Linked DNA regions of Sus scrofa: regions 1 and 3 are each linked to region 2. A link is a contact called in public HiChIP or PLAC-seq data. All regions are on one chromosome and are shown on one strand. Each heading gives the region's core, a stretch centred on a gene start, on an enhancer-like site or on the middle of the called end of the contact. The rest is flanking DNA. Distances are from core to core; before and after follow the strand shown. Region 1 holds the start of FLOT1 (flotillin 1). Region 2 has its middle 33 kb from the start of IER3. Region 3 holds the start of TUBB (tubulin beta class I).

The links. HiChIP or PLAC-seq counts read pairs in DNA pulled down with a chosen protein or histone mark.
Region 1: a contact with region 2 is called in an H3K27ac HiChIP or PLAC-seq map of alveolar macrophages. The contact joins the promoter of FLOT1 here to the enhancer-like site in region 2. A contact is called at or near these places in 3 of 5 promoter capture datasets (fetal liver and liver), 26 of 47 Hi-C or Micro-C datasets (adipocytes, alveolar macrophages, blood and 14 more) and 2 of 2 datasets of contacts at active chromatin or transcription factors (alveolar macrophages and skeletal muscle).
Region 3: an H3K27ac HiChIP or PLAC-seq map of alveolar macrophages shows a contact between it and region 2. The contact joins the promoter of TUBB here to the enhancer-like site in region 2. A contact is called at or near these places in 14 of 47 Hi-C or Micro-C datasets (adipocytes, alveolar macrophages, blood and 9 more) and 2 of 2 datasets of contacts at active chromatin or transcription factors (alveolar macrophages and skeletal muscle).

Annotation. Positions count from the first base shown.
Region 1 is chr7:23,263,241-23,266,108 of Sscrofa11.1, reverse strand. It overlaps FLOT1 (flotillin 1), which reads left to right and starts at 1,511. Exons shown (of 12, transcript NM_001128483.1): 1 at 1,511-1,553; 2 at 1,840-1,915; 3 at 2,002-2,092; 4 at 2,317-2,460; 5 at 2,814-2,868. The coding sequence starts at 1,511. It overlaps IER3 (radiation-inducible immediate-early gene IEX-1), which reads left to right. Exons shown (of 2, transcript XM_001927551.4): 2 at 1-549.
Region 2 is chr7:23,298,079-23,301,170 of Sscrofa11.1, reverse strand. No RefSeq gene overlaps it. Among named protein-coding and RNA genes, the nearest start is that of IER3, 33 kb to the right of the region's middle. Within about 2 kb of position 1,275, at least 51 of the 83 cell types and tissues checked have an H3K27ac peak or open chromatin away from gene starts, as enhancers often do. A contact at or near this core is called in alveolar macrophages, fetal liver, fetal skeletal muscle and 5 more, where this site is marked.
Region 3 is chr7:23,246,400-23,249,257 of Sscrofa11.1, reverse strand. It overlaps TUBB (tubulin beta class I), which reads right to left and starts at 1,431. Exons shown (of 4, transcript NM_001044612.1): 1 at 1,175-1,431. The coding sequence starts at 1,231. It also overlaps a transcript of MDC1 not described here.

The DNA of each region.
Region 1 (2,868 bases), core at 262-2,761, 35 kb after region 2:
GACGCCCGCCCTGGGAGCCTGGGAGAGACAGGCACCGACACGCTGGGGCTGGGCCGGATGGGGAGGAAGACTGTTGTTAATTTATTTCTCATTGCTCCTAATAATATTTATATGTATTTATGTATGTCCCCCTAGGTGATGGAGGGGGGCACCTAATATTTATTTTAACTTATGCTGCGGAGCGAGATGTGCTCCCTGCTGCAAGTGCAGATCTCTGGGTATTTATTGAGTTCTGTGGGATTGGTGGAGGCAAGCACCAGAACTGAGGGAGGGTGGGAGAGGGATGGAGAAAACTCGGGTCCGGGCTGGGAATCGAAGACGGTGGTGGGTCCTAGGTTTAGCGGGTGACACTTTAGGTCCTCCAGCATCTGAACTCTCGGCTCTACTATGTGAGGCTTCGGGGGACCGTGGAAATATTGTCCTTGGCCTTCGATCTCCTTGAAGTTGCCCCCAAGGGGTGGCTGCGGGGGTGAGTGGGCTGTCAGAGGGCGGCTGTGGGGTCGCCCAGTATGTTCTGTGAACACAAATAAACTTGATTTACTGTCAACAGTCATGTGAGTGTCTCTGCAAGCGGTGATGCCCACTCCTCATAGACTTCAGGCTCCAGGGCCGGGCGGGAGGAGCCACGACCACATCCCCAGAGGGCTCTCCTCCCGGGGGCCCTGGGCTCCCGCCCCGAGACTCGAGGCTCGGAACCCAGCATCCGGTGACCGGATGCTGTCGTTCGTTGCCCAGTCTGCGGTATTCCCAGTTAGTTTCTGCGGGGCAAATCCGAGATGAGTCAATCTCTCACCCCGGGGTGCGGGACACACGAAGGTCACGTCCCGCGCGCTGGGGCGGAGCGTGGGGAGGGGCGTGAGGCGGGGCTCCCAGTCCCACTCGTGGCTCGCTCGGCCGCAGGGGTGGGCGGGGAACTTGCGAGCTGCGGGCCGGAGCAGGGCCTGCCGGGAAAGGGGCGGGCCGAGCGCCGGGGGCGGGTGGGGTGCTGCGGGGGGCGGGGTCGTGTCTGCCGCAGCAACAGGGTGTGGCCGGGTAGGGGGCGCGGGCGCCAAGCCAGATCCCGCTTCTTGAAAGGCCTTGCGCGAGCTTCCCCTGCTTCGCGCACGGGTCCCTTGCGCGCCCCCGCCCTGCCAGGGACCCCTGCCCGGCCGCCGCCTGCGTCCAGGAAGGTAGTTGGGGGAGGGGAGATGGAGTCGGGCTGCGGAGGAGCGGGGAGGGTGGTGCAAGGGTCTGGGGGCCTTTAGGGGCTGGGAGAAGGGAGAAACAGTCATTTCTGAAGGTGGGGCAGGGACAGCAAGGGGCAGGGAGCAGGCAGTCGCTGGGGATCTGCGAAATTGCACAGGGAAAAAGCCTTAGCGGATCCATGGGTGAGGAAGCGACTGGGCCGCTGCGGCCACAGACTGGGCGGGACTGCCAGGGAAAAGGAAGAGGTTTACTCCTGTGTACTCCACGGCGCCCCTTCCGATCTGCAAAGGCTTTCTATCCCCCTCCTCCAGCTCCACCTTGAGCCATGTTTTTCACCTGTGGCCCAAACGAGGCCATGGTGGTCTCTGGTAAGTATTGTTCTCATCTCATCTAGTGACCCGCACCCCCCTCCGTCCCTGCAGAGGCCCCTTCCTCCTCTCCCTACCAGCTCCCCAGCGCCAAGCCTTCCGCCCACACCACCCCTCACGGCTGCAAGCGATACCCTTCCAAGGCCCAGGCTCCCCGCCCCCTGCCCCGCCCGCTCCCGGATTTCCTCGTGGGGATGCCCCCCCGCCCTTGCCCAGTTCTCTCTTCCACGTTCCAGCTCTACTTTGGCCACCAGCCACCACAGCCCACTGCCTCTCGACCTTCCAGGTTTCTGCCGGAGCCCCCCAGTCATGGTGGCTGGAGGTCGTGTCTTTGTCCTGCCCTGCATCCAGCAAATCCAGAGGTAGGTGAGAGGAGAACTAAGGAAAGGGAACCCTTGTCTTCTCTCTTTCCTCCTTTTCACACTGTTCACTCCTTCTTTTTCCCTAGGATCTCTCTCAACACATTGACTCTCAATGTCAAGAGTGAAAAGGTTTACACTCGCCATGGGGTCCCCATCTCAGTCACTGGCATTGCCCAGGTGAGGCTTTCAGAGCCTTTCCCTCAAAGCCTACTCCCCTGTCACTTTCTCTATCCCCAGACGTTAAGATTCTTCTGACCGTGGCTTTCCCAACCTCTGCAGATGAGAAATGTCTCCACTTCTCCAGTGACTCCCAAGGCACCTGACTTCTCCCCACTTTTCTCCCAGCTTCCCCCTGGCTTCATGAGACCTTTAGGTTATCCCTAACCGTATTTTGGCTACAGGTGAAAATCCAGGGCCAGAACAAGGAGATGTTGGCGGCTGCCTGCCAGATGTTCCTGGGGAAGACGGAGGCTGAGATTGCCCACATCGCACTGGAGACGCTGGAGGGCCACCAGAGGGCTATCATGGCCCACATGACTGTGGAGGTGGGCCTGAGGGCCCGGAAAGATCTGTAAAGGATGCTGGGGTGGGAGTGGGGGGTTAAGGACTGAGCTAACCTGTAGGAGACAGTGGCCAGGGGATCCGAGCACTTACGTTCCTCCTTCCCTCTCTCGTGTCTTTTTTGTTTGTTTTTGCTTTTTAGGGCTTCGTAAGGAAGTTCCCGGGCTAGGGGTGGAATCAGAGCTACCACTGCCGGCCTACACCACAGCCACAGCAATGCTGGGTGCTTAACCCACTGAGTGAGGCCAGGGATCAAGGCCTAATTTTCATGGATACTAGTCGGTCTCATTACCCCTGAGCCACAACAGAACATCCACCTCTCTTCCTGTTATCCTAGGAAATCTATAAGGACAGGCAGAAATTCTCTGAGCAAGTTTTCAAAGTGGCCTCCT
Region 2 (3,092 bases), core at 26-2,525:
CCACCTTTTCCTGGGCAGTTTCTTCCACTGCTCTCTCTTGATAAAGAAATTAGGATACATCACCTTCTCGGAAGGATGTTGGTCATCTAAGTACCACACAAGGAACTTTGTAACACTCACAGCTCTCCTAAGAGGTGTCCCCACAAGAATTAGGGAAGGTCAGTGGCTGTGGATGCTGATTGTGGCAGAATTAATTCTTCCTCTGCCTCCCTCAGCAGCTGAGTAGCCCTTACCAAATCCTTTCATTCTTATAGTCTTCAAACAGGGCTCTTATCAAACAAGTAAGGGGCCAATATCTGTCCCCGTGGATGCACTACAATCAAGGTGGCCCAGCACCTGCTAATAAAGCTGCAACGCCTTCTGCTGGTGAGTCAGGTAGGCCAGAGTGCAAGGGTGGCCCACTTATCTTCAGTGGCCGTTGCAGTTCCCCAAAATGGTAAAGCCTGTATTGTCTGTATTTTACCACAGTTTTAGTTTAAGAAGGCATAGTAATTGTTCTTACCTCATAGGGGCATTGCGTGGATTAAATAAGATGAATTTTGGCTGAAGGAATAGCTTAAATGACATATTTATGAACCAGGCCTAGAGAGTGGGGTTTGGGATGGGGAAGGAATGTTTAAAATTTCCACTTTATTTATCTGTTATTTAGATTTTTAAACTGGTGTGTTTTTATAGTTCGAAGAGTAAAGCAGTAAAGGGCTACTTATTCCCATGTTACTGATTTATTCAAGACTGAGTGTCCACAGAAAGGCACATGAGGACTGAGAACAGCATCCTATTCTTGGCTTATGTTTGACCTTCTGTGTTTGTGTCTTTCTGTGTAACTTTTTCCAGATTTCCTCAGCTTTGCTTACCTTTCTCCCCCACTACCCTGCAATTTACTTAAGTCTATTAGTCACAAAATCTTAACCGCCCAGTCAGATCCCTGGATCCTCCCCATCTTGCCCCAAGAAAGACCCCAGGCTCCACACAGAGGGGACATCTGCTCACTCCTCACCAGTGTCCTCTGAACTCCTCTTCCCCATTTTTACCTCCTTCCCTTTAGCAAAACCCTCCCTGAGATCTGAGTTTCAGTCTTTCACTTTGCAGACTGAGAGATCTGTCCTTCCAGGGAGGCCAGAGCGGGCTCAGAGCCTGGCCGGAAGTCTGTTTCCTGGGTGGGAGAGCATTGGCTGAAATCCAGACGGCTGACGTCGCCTGGTGCAGATGGCGGAAGCCATTGCCCAATCAGAGGAAATCAATGCCAGCAACACATTTCTCTGTGACTCGCTTCCTCAGTTCAGAAAAGCATTTTCCTCGACAGGAGGCAGCTGAGTAGGAGTGGAAAATGCCCTGACCTTTGAACCACGTGGCGTGTGGACTGCGAAGCTGGCAGGGGCATCGACTGACAAATGAATGTGAGACCTGATACTGGACTCGAGGTCAAAAAAGGCAAGTCTGGGTCTCTGCCACCTAAATTCTAACCTTTGGCAAATCATTTCAGTCGGTGTTCTTAGCAATGAGTAATATACCTACCTCACAGAAGCTACTGTTGCATGGCTGAAATGAGGTCATCTGTGTAAAAGATTTCATAAACTTGCAGCAGGTTGCCAGTGCAACATTCTGCCTCTGTGAGAACCTTCCGGAGGGTGGACCCTGAAGAGACAAGATGGAGAGTGGTCACGGTTGATCCTGGAGCTCAGCAGCTTGTCCTGGAATGTGTAGCTGGAACACATAATTTAACCTCTCTGTGCCTGGTTACCTCCCCGTGGTCACAATGCGGGATGGTAAGAACCCCTGGGAGTTCCTGTGCCACTGAGCGGTAATGAACCTGACTGGTTAGTATCCATGAGGATGTGGGTTCGATCCCTGGGCCTGCTAAGTGGGTTAAGGATCTGGCATTGCCGGTGAGCTGTGGTGTAGGTCAAAGACATGGCTTAGATGGATCCCACATTGCCCTGGTTGTGGTGTAGGCTGGCAGCTGCAGCTCCAATTAGAACCGTAGCCTGGGAACTTCCATATGCTGTGGGTGTGGCCCTAAAAAGAAAAAGAAGAATGCTACCCTCTTCACAGGGCTGTCAGGAAGATAAGTGATTATACCACATGCAGCGCATAAAACACAGCCGGGCTCGTGGCGGCACTCACTAAGACTTGGCTAGGAAGATTGTTCTTAAGGCCGTCTTGTGTACCTGCAGGCCCTGGGCTGGGGTGGCGGGGGGGTGGGGGTGGGGGTGGAATTCAGCCCAATCCCAAGAGAAAGGGGATTCTACCCCCTATCCACAGTCCACACAGCAGGCAGTTATTTAGCTAAAATCTGACCGTGTCACTTCTTTGCTTAACCACCCAAATCTCCCAGCCACCTCCACCCTGAGTGAAAGACATCGAGCCCCTGTGATAGGCCCTTGGGTCCCTCTCCAGACTGTCTTGATGCAAGCAGCTTCGCATCAAGGCTTCAGCAACACCAAACTGCCTGTCGCTTGTCACCTCAACCAGCTGGCTCCTGTTGCCCAGCATGCCCTCAGCAACCCTGCCTTTGCTAACTCCTAGTTACCCTTCAAACCCTCATACCCATGTCTCTCAGAAAGCCCTTTCTGACTCTCCTGAGCAGGGCCTGGTTCCCCTTCTCCTATATTCCTAGTGGACCCCTCCGTCATTGCACAGGCCAGATTGTATCCTAACTGCTCATGTGACTGTTTCACGTCAGACTGGGGGATCCTTGAAGGCAGAGACCAGCCTTGGGTCTTGCTCATCTCAGTAAACTCAGCCCAGGTACAGTGCTCAGTAATCACTGAGTGGAAAGGCTGATGAATAGAGCCACTCGAGCCCCAGCCTATTTGTTCAGCTACCATAACAGATGATGCTGTTTGCCTGGGGTTGGGATAAACATCTCAAAACAGAAAGAGTTTCTGTTTGCCCAGCAGTTGTTCTTCTGTTGTTCTTAGAAGCACCCAGTCTGTGTCTCAGGCATCCTCTGTGCCTCTTTCTTTTCCCGGCTCTTGTACTTTGTCTCTCCTTCCTTACCACTGGGTTACTCTTCCTTGCTCTCTGTTATATTTCTATACCCTTTGTTGCATTGTATCCTTTTCTCTTCGTCTTTCTTTTATGCCAGAGTG
Region 3 (2,858 bases), core at 182-2,681, 52 kb after region 2:
CGATCGCGGGCGCCAGGGTTAGTAGATGGAGGCAATCAACCAGCTCCGGAAAGCGCAACCTCTCCCCGCCCCTCACACTGGGCACAAAGAGCCCGGGGCGGGAGCCAATGCAGAAGGCGACCACCCCCGCCCTGCACGTGACGGCAGCGCACGCGCAGGTTAAGCCGCCGACAAAGGGAGGCGCAGCGCTTGGGCGGGGGCGAACCGCAAATCCTGAGCGCTAGGGGCGGGGCTTGGGCGGGACTAGTGCGCCCCCCGCCGGCCAGCCAGGCTGTATTGTCCCCGCGCGCTAGGGGCGCCCGGGTCCCGCCCTTCTGCTACAACGTTGCAGCCGCACTTCCTCCCCGCCCCTCCCCCGCTACACTGTAACCGCGCGCAAAGAGGAAAAAACCCCTCCCCCTCTTGGCCTCGGAATTTTATTTCTACCCTTTTTTTCTCCTTTGCTTTGAGGATTTTCTTTTGTCCTACTCTTTAGTTCTAAGGGACCCTTTAAAGAAAGGACACCGTCTTTCCCATTTTTCTGTTCACGCCCTAAAAGGGTCTCCGTTAGGGTAAATGAAAGGAACTAAAGTTAATCCAGCACGTATTAGCCTTCCAGCACGAAAAATTGAGCGATCACCCCTTGGGGATTGCAGGCGCGCGGAGACCCCTGAGCTTTTGCAAAGGATATCGAGTACTGCAGCCCACTCTGGTGCATCGCGTTCCCCCACCTCTGGATCCGACCTATCTGCGGCTGCCCGCCAGCCTCGCCCCTTCCCCCTTCAGCTTAGCCCTACAAAGCCCCGCCAAGGGGAATGCACATGGGGAAAACCTCGCCTCGCTTTGTCTCCGGCCGTTTCCGCATCTCCCTCGAGCTCCCCAAGTCCTCGGACCGTTAGGAGATCCCCTTTTAAGTAAAATTTTACAGAAGCTCGGTTTTCCCGCCTCCTAAACCTACAGGGTGCTTTTAACAGCTTCCCCAAAATGAACCCGCCGAGTAAAGAATTCCCCATTTTTCAAAAGCAGACCCTAACTACAAACGCGTATTTTATACATATAAAACTTTTGGGGGGCAAGGCTTGACTACGGATGGAGAATGCAAATGTTCCACAACCATTCTTTTTAATTTACCTGGGTTTTTTTTTCTTTCTCACTAAGAAATATAGTTTAAAGAGGTTAAACAAAAAAATCTTACCTTGGCACCGATCTGGTTGCCACACTGACCGGCCTGGATATGCACGATTTCCCTCATTGTTAAAATTTATTCTAATCTTTTTGCTCGCCTCAAGGTGTGTACGGGGCAAGAAAATGATAAGTAATTTTGTTTTTCTCTGCTCCCGGTCGCAGGCTGGAAGGATGGGACGGGCCCCGGAGGCTGGAGCAGCGAGGTCCGAACACGGCGGCAGGAAGGTTCTGAGAGGGAGAAAGGAGAGGGGAGGGCGCGGGAGGAAAGGCGGGCAGGGCGGGGCGCGCGTGCGCGGGGGCCGGGAGGCGGGAGAACTCGCCCCGCGCCACCGTGAGGAGACAAAGCCTCTTAGAGTCTGGTCCTGATTAGTTCGTGCCTGTCATGTATCAGACGTCCATTGGTCCCTGCTCAGGTGGACGAGCGCAGTCCTCCCTGGGAGTTGTAGTCCTCTATTGTTGTCCACGCTGCAATATGAAAGGACGAATGGGTGGGTACTGGGTTTGGGGGTTTGGTTTGGTTTGGTTTTTGTGAAAAGTAACCTTGCGCAAGGGTTTTTTCCCGCTATGCCTGACTTTTTTGGAACAAAAAGAGAGTAGTTTTCGGGGATACAGGAATTGGGAACCCTGGGGTGCCAGACATTGGGAGGTGGAGGGGCACGCCCTGAAAGCTCCACGCTGCAGTAGCTCTTGGGAACACTGGACTGCTTAGCTCAGCGAAAACTGGGGAGAAATGCGGCACCCTGCACTACTATCTAACAGCTGGTCCTTCGGTGACCTAAAGCATGAACTCCACTAAGCCGCTCCTTCTCCAGATACTTCAGGAAGAAGGAAGGGATTGTCCTCTTGCTATTTCCTTGGGAGTTTTTTAATGATGATATTGAAAGAGAAACAAAATTGTATCAAGGGCCTTGCGGGATAGAGGAGTAATTGTGTAGAGGATGTGTTCAAGAATAAGTTGGTTTAGAGAAACGGATATGCCAGAACTCTCCGTCCATGGTGGGGGGTGAGAGAGATCTGGGCCTTCGAGCAGCGTTTAACCCTTTGCCTTCTTGTGAAGCCGAAAACTGTGGGGTGAGATCCTTGATAGAATTTCATTGTCTTCCAGCCTACCTCCCTAGACACTTCGAAGTCGCTGTTTTTTTCACTTCATTGATTTCACTGACTGGGAGGCTGACCATTTGAAACCTTCCAGGATCTTCAGAATTGAAATAAAAGGAGCGGGGGGGCGGGGGTCATGGGGAAAAAAACTGGATGTGCTCAAGTCTGAGTGGTATTCTTCTCAGTGGTATTCTTCAATTCTTCACTTGATAGATACTAAGTGTCCACCAAATCAGGAACTAGGGATACAAAAATGATTAAAAATTAGCTCCTTGTCTTCCAGGATCTTGCAATTTGGTGAAAAGTGTATGAACAATAGAGTGCAGTAAGCACTGTAATAAAGGACTTGTGATATCAAGATCATCACTGTTAATTCACATTGGATTCAACACAAATTTCTCAGGCATCTTCTAAATAAAAGAACATCAAGTTGTGTAAGACCCCCTCCACTCACTTAAAATAGAATGTTTATGTTTTAGGGCAGCGAGAAAGTTAAGAATTTACAATTGGAAAACTTGTTTCAATTTGTCTCCACCTTTTAAATATTAGCTGTGGGAACCTAAACAAGTTATTTAACTTTGCACAGCTCCAGTTCT